Linked DNA regions of Capsicum annuum: region 1 is linked to region 2. Evidence: chromatin contacts called from public Hi-C data. All regions are on one chromosome and are shown on one strand. Each heading gives the region's core, a stretch centred on a gene start, on an enhancer-like site or on the middle of the called end of the contact. The rest is flanking DNA. Distances are from core to core; before and after follow the strand shown.

What was found. A called contact is a pair of places that touch in the nucleus more often than the background predicts.
Region 1: a Hi-C map of pericarp shows a contact between it and region 2, with 3 times the contacts expected there. The contact joins the promoter of LOC107867825 here to the enhancer-like site in region 2. A contact is called at or near these places in 4 of 5 Hi-C or Micro-C datasets (bud, leaf, pericarp and 1 more).

The regions. Positions count from the first base shown.
Region 1 is chr4:92,420,186-92,426,298 of UCD10Xv1.1, reverse strand. LOC107867825 (sucrose transport protein) reads right to left here and starts at 3,930. Exons shown (of 5, transcript XM_016714267.2): 1 at 3,311-3,930; 2 at 1,599-2,390. The coding sequence starts at 3,787.
Region 2 is chr4:92,304,011-92,310,353 of UCD10Xv1.1, reverse strand. No RefSeq gene overlaps it. Among protein-coding and RNA genes, the nearest start is that of LOC107867825, 120 kb to the left of the region's middle. Within about 2 kb of position 4,458, at least 3 of the 5 cell types and tissues checked have an H3K27ac peak or open chromatin away from gene starts, as enhancers often do. A contact at or near this core is called in leaf and pericarp, where this site is marked.

The DNA of each region.
Region 1 (6,113 bases), core at 2,681-5,180, 120 kb before region 2:
ATAAATTTATTCCATATGTTAGTAACTCAATTTTAAAAAAGGGGAAAAGTTTGAAAAGACTCCAAGAAAAGCTCTCTTAGGGAAAATCTAACATCAAAGTGAAAGAAGGTTCGGCAAGAATTTTCTATCTTAAAAGAATAATTAAAGGAAAAGAACAGAGAATAAATGCTTGCTTTTGCCATAATAAAAATCATTTGCACTATTACTTTGATATTGCATGGAAACTTCCACTAATTATCCTTAATGTAAAGCAACAAGATTCTCCTCATCCTTGTGTGGGATAAATAATGAAACTAATTAAGAGCACTATTCATTTTCCAGTGTACTATGTGAAATCATACATACTGTAATTAAAGATCTACGGGTTTTATTATAGTATCATAATTAACTTTGGTGATAATAAACATAGCTAATTAAATTCTGAAATATTCGTATCAAATTAGAGCTTTTTTGCACTTTGCAAACCGAAAGAAAAGGTCATCAAGTCATCGCCAAAACTAAAAATCATGTGATGAATTAATTAAAGAAATAAAAGTTTCTCACACCTTCTATTGTTGGTCATCACTACATTTATGTGTGTGACTTTGCAAACCTTTCTACAAAGCCACGTACATATCATGATTATTTTATTGGTAAAAAGCAATTATAACCTATATTGGGTTCCTTTTCTCCACGCCACCCCCACTCCCACCCCCAATCCCAACCCACCCCCCTTTTCGTTTAATTTGTGTTCTAGAAATTGGTTGTCCTTTGAAAACACAACTGTGGCTATAAGTAAACATCCAATTTCAATTTCAATTTCAATTTTAATTTCAAGATGATAATTTTATGGTTAAATGTCTAAAGAATAATCCTAATTTTGTTGGGGGAATCTTACCGTGACTCTTGATTGTTTAGCTAAGATTTAAAAACAACTTTTGCTTTGAAACTGTTTAATATAACCTGTACGTGAGGAGGATGGCATGTATGTATCCTAACTGACAAATAATTTGCGTTAGTTATGGTAGTGCTAGTTGCACTAGATGTCAAATTTGGTCACTCTCTTCACACTCGCCTACCCTCATAATTTTCCACAGCCTGAAGAACAAGATTCTTAGAATCATAATGCTTTCTTGTCAATATGTGGACTTAGGAGTCAACCAACTTGCTAATTATTCCAAAACACATGTGCACACACCAATAGATCACATATATACCATTTTCTACATATGATGCAATGTTTTCCGAACAAAAAAGATATTAAAGGGAAAAAAATATCCTAAAATATATCCACTGGAAATTGAAAAAAGTTGGCCTTGTGAACTCAATTTATCATCTAGTCATATAGCTCAATCAAAGTAAGATGAATGGAGGAGCAACACTTGAAAACATGTTACTCCCTCCTTTTCAGTTTCAATTGGTATTTCTAATTTTACCATGAAACAAAATTTAAGAAAACAAGAAATTTTATAATTTTAAATTAAAGTATTTCTTTTATAATTTTATAATGTTAAACGTATCGTGAAAATCTAAAACTAAAAAAACAACACAAAAAATAAGATATTTAAATTAAATAAAAAAAATAAACAAGACAAAACAAATTGAACAAGAGAACTTACCGCAAGAGGAATACCAAGGAGAGCAAAGAGAGTCAAGGCACCGATCTTAACACCAGGCGTGGGAGCCATAAGTAAGCCGGTACCGGCATGGTGCTGGCGCGATTTCTCTGCCATTTTAGTAACCACAATCGTCATGGCCAAGCAAGTAGCCAAAACAAAGTTCAAAATCCCCCATAACCTCTTGGCACCGCCAATCTTCTTCCCCAAAAACTCTACCCCAAGTGACATAAACCCTAACACCACAGATTGCAACAACAATCCCAATGCTCCAGCACGTACACCCAAATCATACAACCTCCCATCACCTACTTTTCCACCATAAACTTCCTTAGCCATCCAGTCTGTATCGTACAAGAAAAACGGAAACCACGCAATCCAGTTCAAACAAGTCACCAGTAACAAAATCCACATGGGTCGTGGCAAATCCTTCAACGCCCCAAAAATCTCGCCGAAAAACGGCACTTTCGATTTTCCAGCACCAGCCAATTTCTCGTCAATTTCTTGTTCTTCTTTCTCTGGAAGTTCGCTTTCGCGGACGAAACTCAAGGCTAAGGTTGTTAAGCTGAGCAAAAGGAAGATGGCGATGAAGAAACAGCTTTTGAGATTTGCACAGTAGATGTCGCATGCTTGGGTTTTTGAGAAAGGGAAAACTTTGTAAAGCTTAGAATAGGAACCGGCAGCGTAGCCAAGAATGTTACCGACGGCCATGAAGAATGAGAAAAATGCATTTGCTGTCCTCATTCTCCCCGATTTTCCGCCGGACAGATCTGCCAGAAGTGCTCTGCATGGGCCCTGCAAAAATAAAATTGAAAGAATAATTGTATTTAATTATGACGTATTAGTAATTAATATTACTAATAAAAATGTTTTTTTTACATTTATATCAGTGCATGTGACTATTTAATTAAATTGAATAATCAACAATCACACTCTTCTTTTTGATTTGGAGGTACAATAGGATTATTAAAATTTAGTGATATATAATTAGGTGGAAGTAGAAAAAAAATACAACTTGTGAACTTTTGTAATTAGTTACTCCAATAAGTATTTAAAAAAGACACTATTAAATGTATTATTTTGAGAATAAAGTTGATGATCTTTTAAAATTACTTAAAAGGTGTCAGTAGAAGGACACTGTGGGAATGCATGTCGGATGTAAATACTACAATTCACCCATGTAAATAATTTAAAGGGCTTGTTTCAATTTCCCTCTCCGTATTTAAATTAGTGTCAAGATGCATACATATTGTAACTGTCACCGATAATGTTTATCTGCAAATCTTGAGTATTTTTAGTAAATTCTTGGATCTAATATTTCTTGTTTGTGTATATTTACAGATTTCTACAATACAATAATTGTCTAGCTGGAATTTTGGATTGCATGTAGTCCCTATATGATTATGATTATCAAAATATAGCAAGTAGCTAGTAGAAAGAAAAAAAAAACATAGTACTCAACAATTTATTTATGTCTGCCGCGAACCTGTGACGTGCGCCTACTTCTTATTGCCTTTTTAGGTTCAACATGAAAGGTAAACTACAAAATTGCTTTTGTTTAATTTTAATTTAAGTGACAAAATTTAATTTTGAAAGTTAAATAATTTAATTTAATTTTAATTATAAATTAAATATAAAATCTTTAATTTTTTTTTAATAATATATATATAAGTTAGGATTTCAAAAGGCGGCATGTAGCTTAGAAAGAAATTTACCTGTAACATATTGTTGGCAACGTCGAGGATCCAAAAGCCAACAACAAAAACAGCAATAGCACGAGGCTTAGATCCTTTTTCAAGCGGGTCACCGGAGGCATGTCCAAGGTCAGCAGCAAAACCAATAAGAAAAACAGCAATAGTAACAAGTGCAGCACCGGCGGCAATAAACGGCCGGCGACGCCCAAAACGGGAGGAGCAATTGTCACTATAATAACCGACAACTGGTTGAACAATCATACCAGAAATAGGACCGCATAGCCAAATAAAAGAGGCATATTTATGTGGAATTCCAAGTAATTGAACATAAGGTGTAAGTAAAGAGAGTTGAAGAGCCCAACCAAATTGAACACCAGCAGCTATAGAAGCGACCATTATTATTTTCCATAATTTGGATTTTGGTAAAGGCTGTTCAACTTGTAGTGAAGAGGAAACATTTAGTTTTCCTAAGCCCTCTCTTTTCGTACCATTCTCCATTTTTAGCTAAATAAAATTACTTTGTAATTGTGTGCGTATAGGGAAAAGATTTTGGTTTGAATGTTGAAGGAAAGGGGGAGAGTGAGGGGTATTTATATTGTTTTTCGGAGGCAGTGGCAATGCATGGTGTTTGTTGGAATGGACAATCAAATCCATTTAGCAATTCGGATGTGAATATTTATTTATTTAATTTATGTTTAAATAATTTTTTTAAAAAATAGTAATAAACTAATTTATTTTTTTTTGCTAAATAAGAATTTACACAGATATAAATAAAAAAATATTTATTTTTAATCAAAAAATATTTTATTCATTTGTAATATGTTATAGGATTTGACTAGATACAAAATTTAAGAAACAAATGACAGTTTGGTGTACTTAAACTTCCTCTACATGCAAGGTTCGAAGAAGGGCAAACCATAAAAGTTTATTGTAGAGAATCTTATCTTGTATTTTTGCAGCTTGAACCCGTAATGATTTCTCGATCACATGATAATAAATTTACTAGTTACTTCAAAAAAGTTTTTATAAAATTTAAAAAATAAAGAAACGTAATTGAAATTTATGACCTAAAAAATTCTTCGACATTTTTTTTGTTACAAATTATTTTATTAAAAATAAAAATAATTTTTATTTAATTATAAAAGATGACGTAAATTAAAATAGAGAATAAAAATTTATACTAATATTTAGAATAAATTATTTTCTTTCAGCGTGACTGCCACTGTCAACTGTTGAAGGCCATAAAAGGCTTTAAAACCAGCCCCCACCGCGCCACCCCCTACCCTACCCGATCCTAATATTAAGAAAAAAGAAATAGAAATAATTAACTAAAGGAAATTATTGAAATAGAACGGTATATCTAGAAATTTTAGTTTGGGTAGTATAAGTAGAAAAAATTCTAAAAAACGTACCCCTCCGATCATTTAAGGTTTTTGTCCTTTTTCAACATTTAAAAAATGTTTATTTGTCAGAAAATCGAATACTCCCCCGTTTCTTTTTTATGTGTGGTATTTTTTTGGTCTGCCTCAAAAAAAAATATTTTTATTTTTTATTTAATAATTATTTAAAATATAATTATACTTTTATCTTCATTAATTTCAATTATAAAATTTTACTTAATTAAAAATAATATATTAAATTTATCAACTCTTTTTTATAACTGAAATTTTGTGTTCGATTAAAATATGTCATATAAAATAAAATGAAGAAAGTATATTGAATGCTAGAAAGGTGGAGGCATCAAATCTTTGGAATAAAAGTTTGGAAAATAATACCAACATGGATTGTGGTGCAGCGGATGGGGCTACTCCACCCTTAATCAGAGGTCGAGGGTTCGATCCTGAGCATGAACAAAACTCTATTGGGAGTGCTACCCCCAAAATGGGGCCCTACACTACAAAAAAATTGCATTTAGCAACAGACCGATAACGTTGCTAATCAACATATATTCGTCGCTAAAGCAATTTAGAGACGAATCAACAACGGAATATGTGTCGTTGCTGTATTGCGCGTTGCTAATCATTTAGCAATGGAAAAAATAAAATTCGTTGTCAATTTTGCAACGTCATAGAGACGACTTATATCCGTTGCCACTTTGTAGCAACGAAGATATTCGTTGTTATATTTATAGATGTCGTTACTAATTTCATGTTGTATTTCGTCATTTTGATTATTTCGTGATCAAATATTTCATTGCTAGTCCGTCACTAAAAATTTGATTATTTAGTCCCTAATTTTTTAAAATTCTTAAAATATCCAACATTCACATAAAAGAACCCACATATATAGATAATAAAATCTTCTTAAAATATCCAACCTTCATACAAAAGAACCCACATAAATAGATAGCAAAATCAAACATCCACAATACCAAACATAGCGCGCAACATCTAAACACATAATTATGTGCAAAACATCCATAGTACCAAACATCAACCAGCTATCCTTAAAACAATCCACATCATCCACAATACCAAAGATAGCAAAAGCTAAACACAATTCATGAGAAGCTGAAGATGAAGTCTTTCCATAAGAAACACAAATAATTTGTCCATAGTAGCCTTTTACTTCAGATCCAAGACTAAATACTCTTCGCTTCTTTTCTCCTCCGACAGCTTGATAATATGCTTCAATTTGATCAATATCAGATTCTGATAATATTTTTTCTCGTAATATTTCTTCAAATCTTTCCTGTAATAGAGGAAGTGAAATTATAACGAATTGTACTTAAAAATGATTAGATGCCAAAAACTATTTTAAACTAAAAAAATAAGAATTAAGTAAACTACTACATTAAGATTTAGTTTTACATGGACGATTCGAG
Region 2 (6,343 bases), core at 3,209-5,708:
CCCCCTAGTTTCTCCTATGTTTCCTCCTTTATACTAATTTTGAAATGAATTAATGAAATGGTATTTGACTAATGCGGTTGGGGTTTCGGTGCTTGCTCTCAATAATATATCAAAAAATTAATCTATCTATTCTTGTCTTTGTTTGTTTATATGTCATCATTTATAGAAGATGTTAATTTAGTTTCAATACAAACAAGATCTTTCACTTTAAAATAATTACTGGTTTGCAATTATTTGAATTTTGAAAGCGGTTGAAGAAATATATCGAAAGATTATCAAATTACGAATTTTGATATTATTCTTGAAAATTTTTACACAAAATTGATTACTTTAAATTACTTCATGGCCAATAATGTGGTCAGAGATTGATTTATGGACAAATTTTATGCTTGTGCATTAGATATGGAGAACAGTGTTACAAAGCACAACCAAATATAACAATCATCTAATAATAATAATAGTATCTATTGCGATCTCTCACTAACTGGACTAATTAAGAAAAATCAAAAGTCAAAATCAATTAATCTCTATTATGAACAGTAATATTGACTTTCTGGCCAAAAGGCTAACTAAAAGTGATATAAAAAAAAGATTAAAAAAAGTGCATGTTTTGTCACAAGTGACTTATGCACAACATACAATGTCTATTCAAAAGCTTCTTTAATGCAGTTTGAGGAAGTTAATTATGTGAAAAACTCTCAAGAGAGCTATCAACATCAAAACTACCAAGGTCAGAATTACTAGAACTAATGGAGACAATAGTCATAAGGATAAAGTAATCAATGGAATAGCTATCAGATACAAGGTAATCAGAGTCAAGACAATCATAACTGTAACAACAATTTTAATAATAAAATTCTTATCCATATATTTCTTTGTGAGGGCAGACATCTAACTCATAGTAATGACAATAGTCTTTATTTTGAGTCGAATAATTCTAATTTAGAAAGTATATTCAATTTTTTTTTTGCAAAATTATAAATAAATAAATAGGTGCTACAATTCGTATTATGTTTAAAATGGCAAGCTCCATATTATTTCTATTCATTATTTGAATTACAGATGAGAGACATATCAAGAGACAAAACTTATTTCAAAAAAGGTATCTTTCAAGCAGTGCGGTTGATTCAAAGAGTAGTGAGAGTGGATCTTGTCTCCATGTATAACGATCAATATTAAAGCAATAAGTTTCTCCCTGAGGAGATAAAGAGGATGTCGAAGTTGCTAACCAAAATTTGGTTGTCGATAAAAGAGTGGTTAATGTGACAGATGTTCAAAAAGTTCACTCTCAATTTAGATATATACGATTTTTAGATTCATTATGATTGAATTAAGCTCATCAAAGTGAATTTTAACCAGTGTACCTTTATTCATATGTAGATTGTTGTACCTTTTTTCAGATAGTAATGATTTATCAGGAATTTTTTGAAATACAGATCTTCTAACTTCTTTCATGTCGTTGCTGTAAATTTTTCTTCAATAATTTTTCAAAGAATACTACTTGCAATTCTCATGAATATCGCACTCAAACCTCTCTTTTTAGTCTGCTTTCTCTGACTCTTTTAATTTTTTTTGATAAAATATTCTCAATTGATTTTCATAATTCTTGTCATTAAATATCATGGACGACCTCATTCTAATCTTTCATGAACTAAAATTAGATCTCCATCGAATTGCTCTATTCACACTTTTTTTAAGATGATGGAGACATCTGAATCCTTAATCATACGCAAAAATCCTAGTCTTGCTCTGATTCCAAATATTGCAAAAAGATTACAGGTCAACTAGCACATAATCACAGACAAAGAAGAAAAATAATACAAGAATTTAATAAGGTTCGACTTGACCTAATCCTACAGGCATAAATATAGAAAGATTTTTACCATGTAAGAAAATAAATATCATACAATGCTCTACAAATTTTCTATCTCAAACATATATGAAAATGGCTCTCCCATCCTATAAGGACAATATTTACTTTCGAGTGAAGCATCTAGAATCCTCCTGAATTATGACCAAATTTGCTATGACACTCTCCAACTTCATGGGGTCCTATTTCCCCTCTGAAATTAATTTTAGTGTATTTTTGTCATTCTTTTGTACTGACGTAGCATGTTTGTCAATCTTTTTAGCTGACGTGACATCTTTAACGTAGATTCTATTTATATGTAATAAATATGCCACATGAACACAAAAGGATGCCAAAAATTACGCTAAAATTGAGTTCAAAAATGTAATAAGATCTTTGTGAAGTTGGAGTGTGTCGTAGCAACTTTGGCCATAGTCTCTTTACTTTCTTAAATCTATTAAGAAAAGGAATTTCCAAAAATAATAGAAATTATGATTTCCAAATATATAATTAAAAAATTCAAGACATAATAAACAAATTGACAAAGAATATTGTGTTTTTATTAAAGGTGTAAATTGAAAAATGTTGATATGAAGAGCACTGAGAAATGAAGGGGCATTGAAAGAAGGAAAAAAGGAAATGAAATGTTATTTCTCTCTCATTAGCAGAATAGAGGAATACTTTTGTCTTTTTAATAAGACACACTTCTTCTAGCTAGTAAAGCATTGAGAAAGAAGTACCCCTCGCGTCGTCGTCGTCGCTCGATCAGCTCGGCTTTGGTTTTGACTTTTTCTTTGTCTTTGGCAAATGATGTGGTTGATTGATAATCTTTTTGAACGAAATTTATCTTTTAATTAATTAATTTCTCTTTTACCTAATATTAATTTGCGGAAATAAATTATTCTTTTTGAACAATCATATCTGTTTCTGAACAGACATTTATCTTCTCGAACAATTCAATTTTTTTCGAATAGGAAAGTTACAAATATTCAGAGGCTTTGCCCCATTTCATTTACTGAAAAACGAAATACTATTTAAAAAGAAAATAAAAAGCAGACTTATTTTTCTTTCATCTTTTGCAATGTATTTTTTCAATGATAACAGTAAGTGTGATTTACTTTTTTTCGTTGAGTTTGTCAAAGTTCAATAATTTTGATTGTCAGTGATGCAGAAGTGTGTTCTATTTTATCTTAGGAGAAATTAATTCAAACCTTGAGCAATTATAAGGAGATTAAATTCTTTAAGGAAACACAATTTGTTGTTGCCTTGGAATTTCATTTTTTTTTCTATCAGTTTTACTGATTCAAATTTTACAGAAATAGCAAAGAATAGAGCTATATCAAGCATTGATAACTTCCCAACTTGAAATAGAATAGATTTAAATAAATTATTGTCTTAATATATAGATTATAGTCTATTCTAACTATGGTAAAGTGTAAACATAACTCTAACAAACTTACCTAACTATAACTAACTCAACCGGCTTTTTAATTAAGCTAGGAATATGTGCTGATTTCCAACAATATTTTCACATAGTAGTCCCATGGAAGGCTCTGATGGGTGGTTTTGCTAGAATAGGTAATAATGAGATTCCTGTTTTAGTATAGAGACCCGAGAAGAAGAGGTAATCTCTGACATTTTACTTATACTTTACTCTCAACTTTGAGAATTTCAACTTATATCAGAGCAGGGAAAGCGGAGATGCCGGTAATTATATACGTAGTAATGAATGCCCATCTTTCTAGTGGAGCAATCCTATGGTTAGGAACGTGACAAGATGGTGTAAGAACGACATTTGCCGTCTTATCCTTGTCTTTATACACTAACATTTTACCACAATCTCCAATCCTTCATTGGAGAGATCAGTTGATTCCTTCTTGAGGATTGTTGGAAAATAGAATGAAACTTCTTGCTAAATCACGCTCATGAAAATGCAAGATACCACTGCGGTAGATTCTTCCACGGAAGTCCACAAAGGATAAAAGACATAACCCTCGCAATGTATTTCCACAAAGTGGAGTATGGTCCATGAGATGATAATATTGTGCTAACAACATTAGCATGGTTCAGTCGGTTCATACATTTGATACTTAAATTCCATGATGAATTAATTACTTGATTGTATATGAGTGAATCTGGTGGGCGTAGGGAGACTGAGCGCGCGACATTTCTTTTTGTGTAGGTGAAACATCTTATTTGATATGCTATATATCAAAATATGTTTAATGAACTTATTTTGATTGTTCTATAAATCTTTTTCTTTACTCTGTACAACTAGCTAGGTTCTTTAAATTCCATGATAGGCTCTTTACTTGACTTGGATTGCACATTTGTACTCCCATGGGTCATGGTGAACCCTACATTTATTTATGTGTAGGTGAGATATTTTATTTTGATTTGCTATACATCAATGTAATGTTTAATATGAGTTGTTTTAATTGTTTTATATCTTCTTTAGTCCATACAGATTTGTTATTGTTTCAGGTGGATGAACAATGATTTCATTGATCACTGACTTGGTTGCCGACGAGTATTCCTGTATATGGGCCAGGGGTAGCCCTACATTTGTTTATGTGCATTAATGTGACTTTTTTTTATTGTTGTAGATATGCTCCATTCGTTCATGCACATACGTCCCATTAGTTGGGCAGAATTTTGGATATTTAGATTGTATAATAGACGTGTCACTAAAAAGAAATGGAATTAGCGTAGCTAAATGAATTTTTGACTAATCCATCACTAATTAGCTGTGAACTGCAGCGTTATAGAATCTATTCGTCACTAATTTTTAGTGTTTACGTAATGTGTCCGGTGGCAAATTCATAAATTTATATAAAGAAATTCAAAAATTGCTAGAATTCCATACTTGGAATTTAAACTTGTAACCTTAATCTTTTTTTTTTAATCTCTTTGCCACTACTCTAGAATTTTTATTTATATCATTGTGAGTAAAACTTTTATATAATCAATACAATTCTCTATTATTTTTATTTTTCTGACAAAATATATTCTCTAGATTCTACATAGCTCGGGGCTTGCTAGGACAATTAATTTGTCCTATATCTTTCCCTTGTACATTTGTCCTTCCGATAAAAGAGATATTCAATCGAATTCTCTTGATTCTACATAGCTATGCTCCTGGGCATTGCTAGGATAATTAATTCGTCCTATAGCTCTCCTCACCCATTTTTCTTTAAAATGCATAAATTGACATTACAAGTTTTGTCAAATCGATATTTATGTGAGATATGTATGTATAGTCATAAGACATAACTCATAATTCCAATTTCTTGAAGTTACCAGTATTAATTACTCATGTTGTTGAGTGCTGGCCTGAGGCCTAGCATGTATTCCACGTTAGTATTGTTGTCTCAAACGTTGTTTGCTTTTTACGTTAAAATTGCAGAGACATGTTCAGATGATAATGAAAGAGATGTGTCATAGTTTGGGATCAACTACAATGACAAATGAAGGGATTATTAATTGTGGAATTAATTTAAAAGCTATTAATAATGTAGCCAAGTGTAATTCTGAATTTCAAAACCAGTTATTTGTAAGAATTTCAGTTTAATTCATTTTGTTAATACTATTATGAATAAAAGTTGTATAGTTGTAGAATAGTCTAGAATATACCACCTTTAGTTTAATTTTCAACTAGTGTCTATGCTTTTCGTTAGGTATAATGTTTAGGGCGAAAACACAAGGCTTGTGGAGTGTAGGGCCAACTTGGGACAAGACTCAGGATGTGTTTGGTACGAAGGAAAATGTTTTCATGAAAAATATTTTTCTCGAAAAATAAGTTGATTTCTTACTTGTTTTCCTATGTTTGGTTGGTGGATGGAAAATATTTTTCGGAAAATATTTTGTAATGTTTGGTTGGAAAATGAAAAAATAATTTTCAAAAAATACATTTTAATCTTTAGCTAAAGTATAAAAATACATTTTAGAAAAATATTTTTTTATCTCAAAAAATATTTTTTGGGATGTGTTCGATATGAAGGAGGAGAAATATTTTCTAAAAAAATAAGTTGTTTCTTAGTTATATTTAGGGGTGAGCATTTAGTTTGTTCGAATTGATTGCTGAATATCAGTACGGTTTTTTGGTTTTCGGATTGACAAAAAATAACAATCATAACCAAACGAAAATTATTTTGGTTTGGTTCATTTTTTACAGATTCGGTTCGGTTATTTCGTATTTTTATTTCGATTTTGAAAATTAAAGTAGTGACCTTTTAAAATTGGTGATTTTTCTAGAAAAATAATCTTTTTTCAAACTTATTTTCATTCTCAAATATAATTAATTCAATACGAATAAAATAATCATAAATATCGACTTCGCCGAGTCATCACCGTTGGCGTGACGACAATGGACACACGCGGCAGCGACTGTCGATGGCAGTGACGAACTGAGCAAACAAACTGAGCAAACGACTGCAACTGTCGTTGGTGATGTTGAATGAACTGAGGATGGATGAGCGTCGTTGCAGCCTTCAC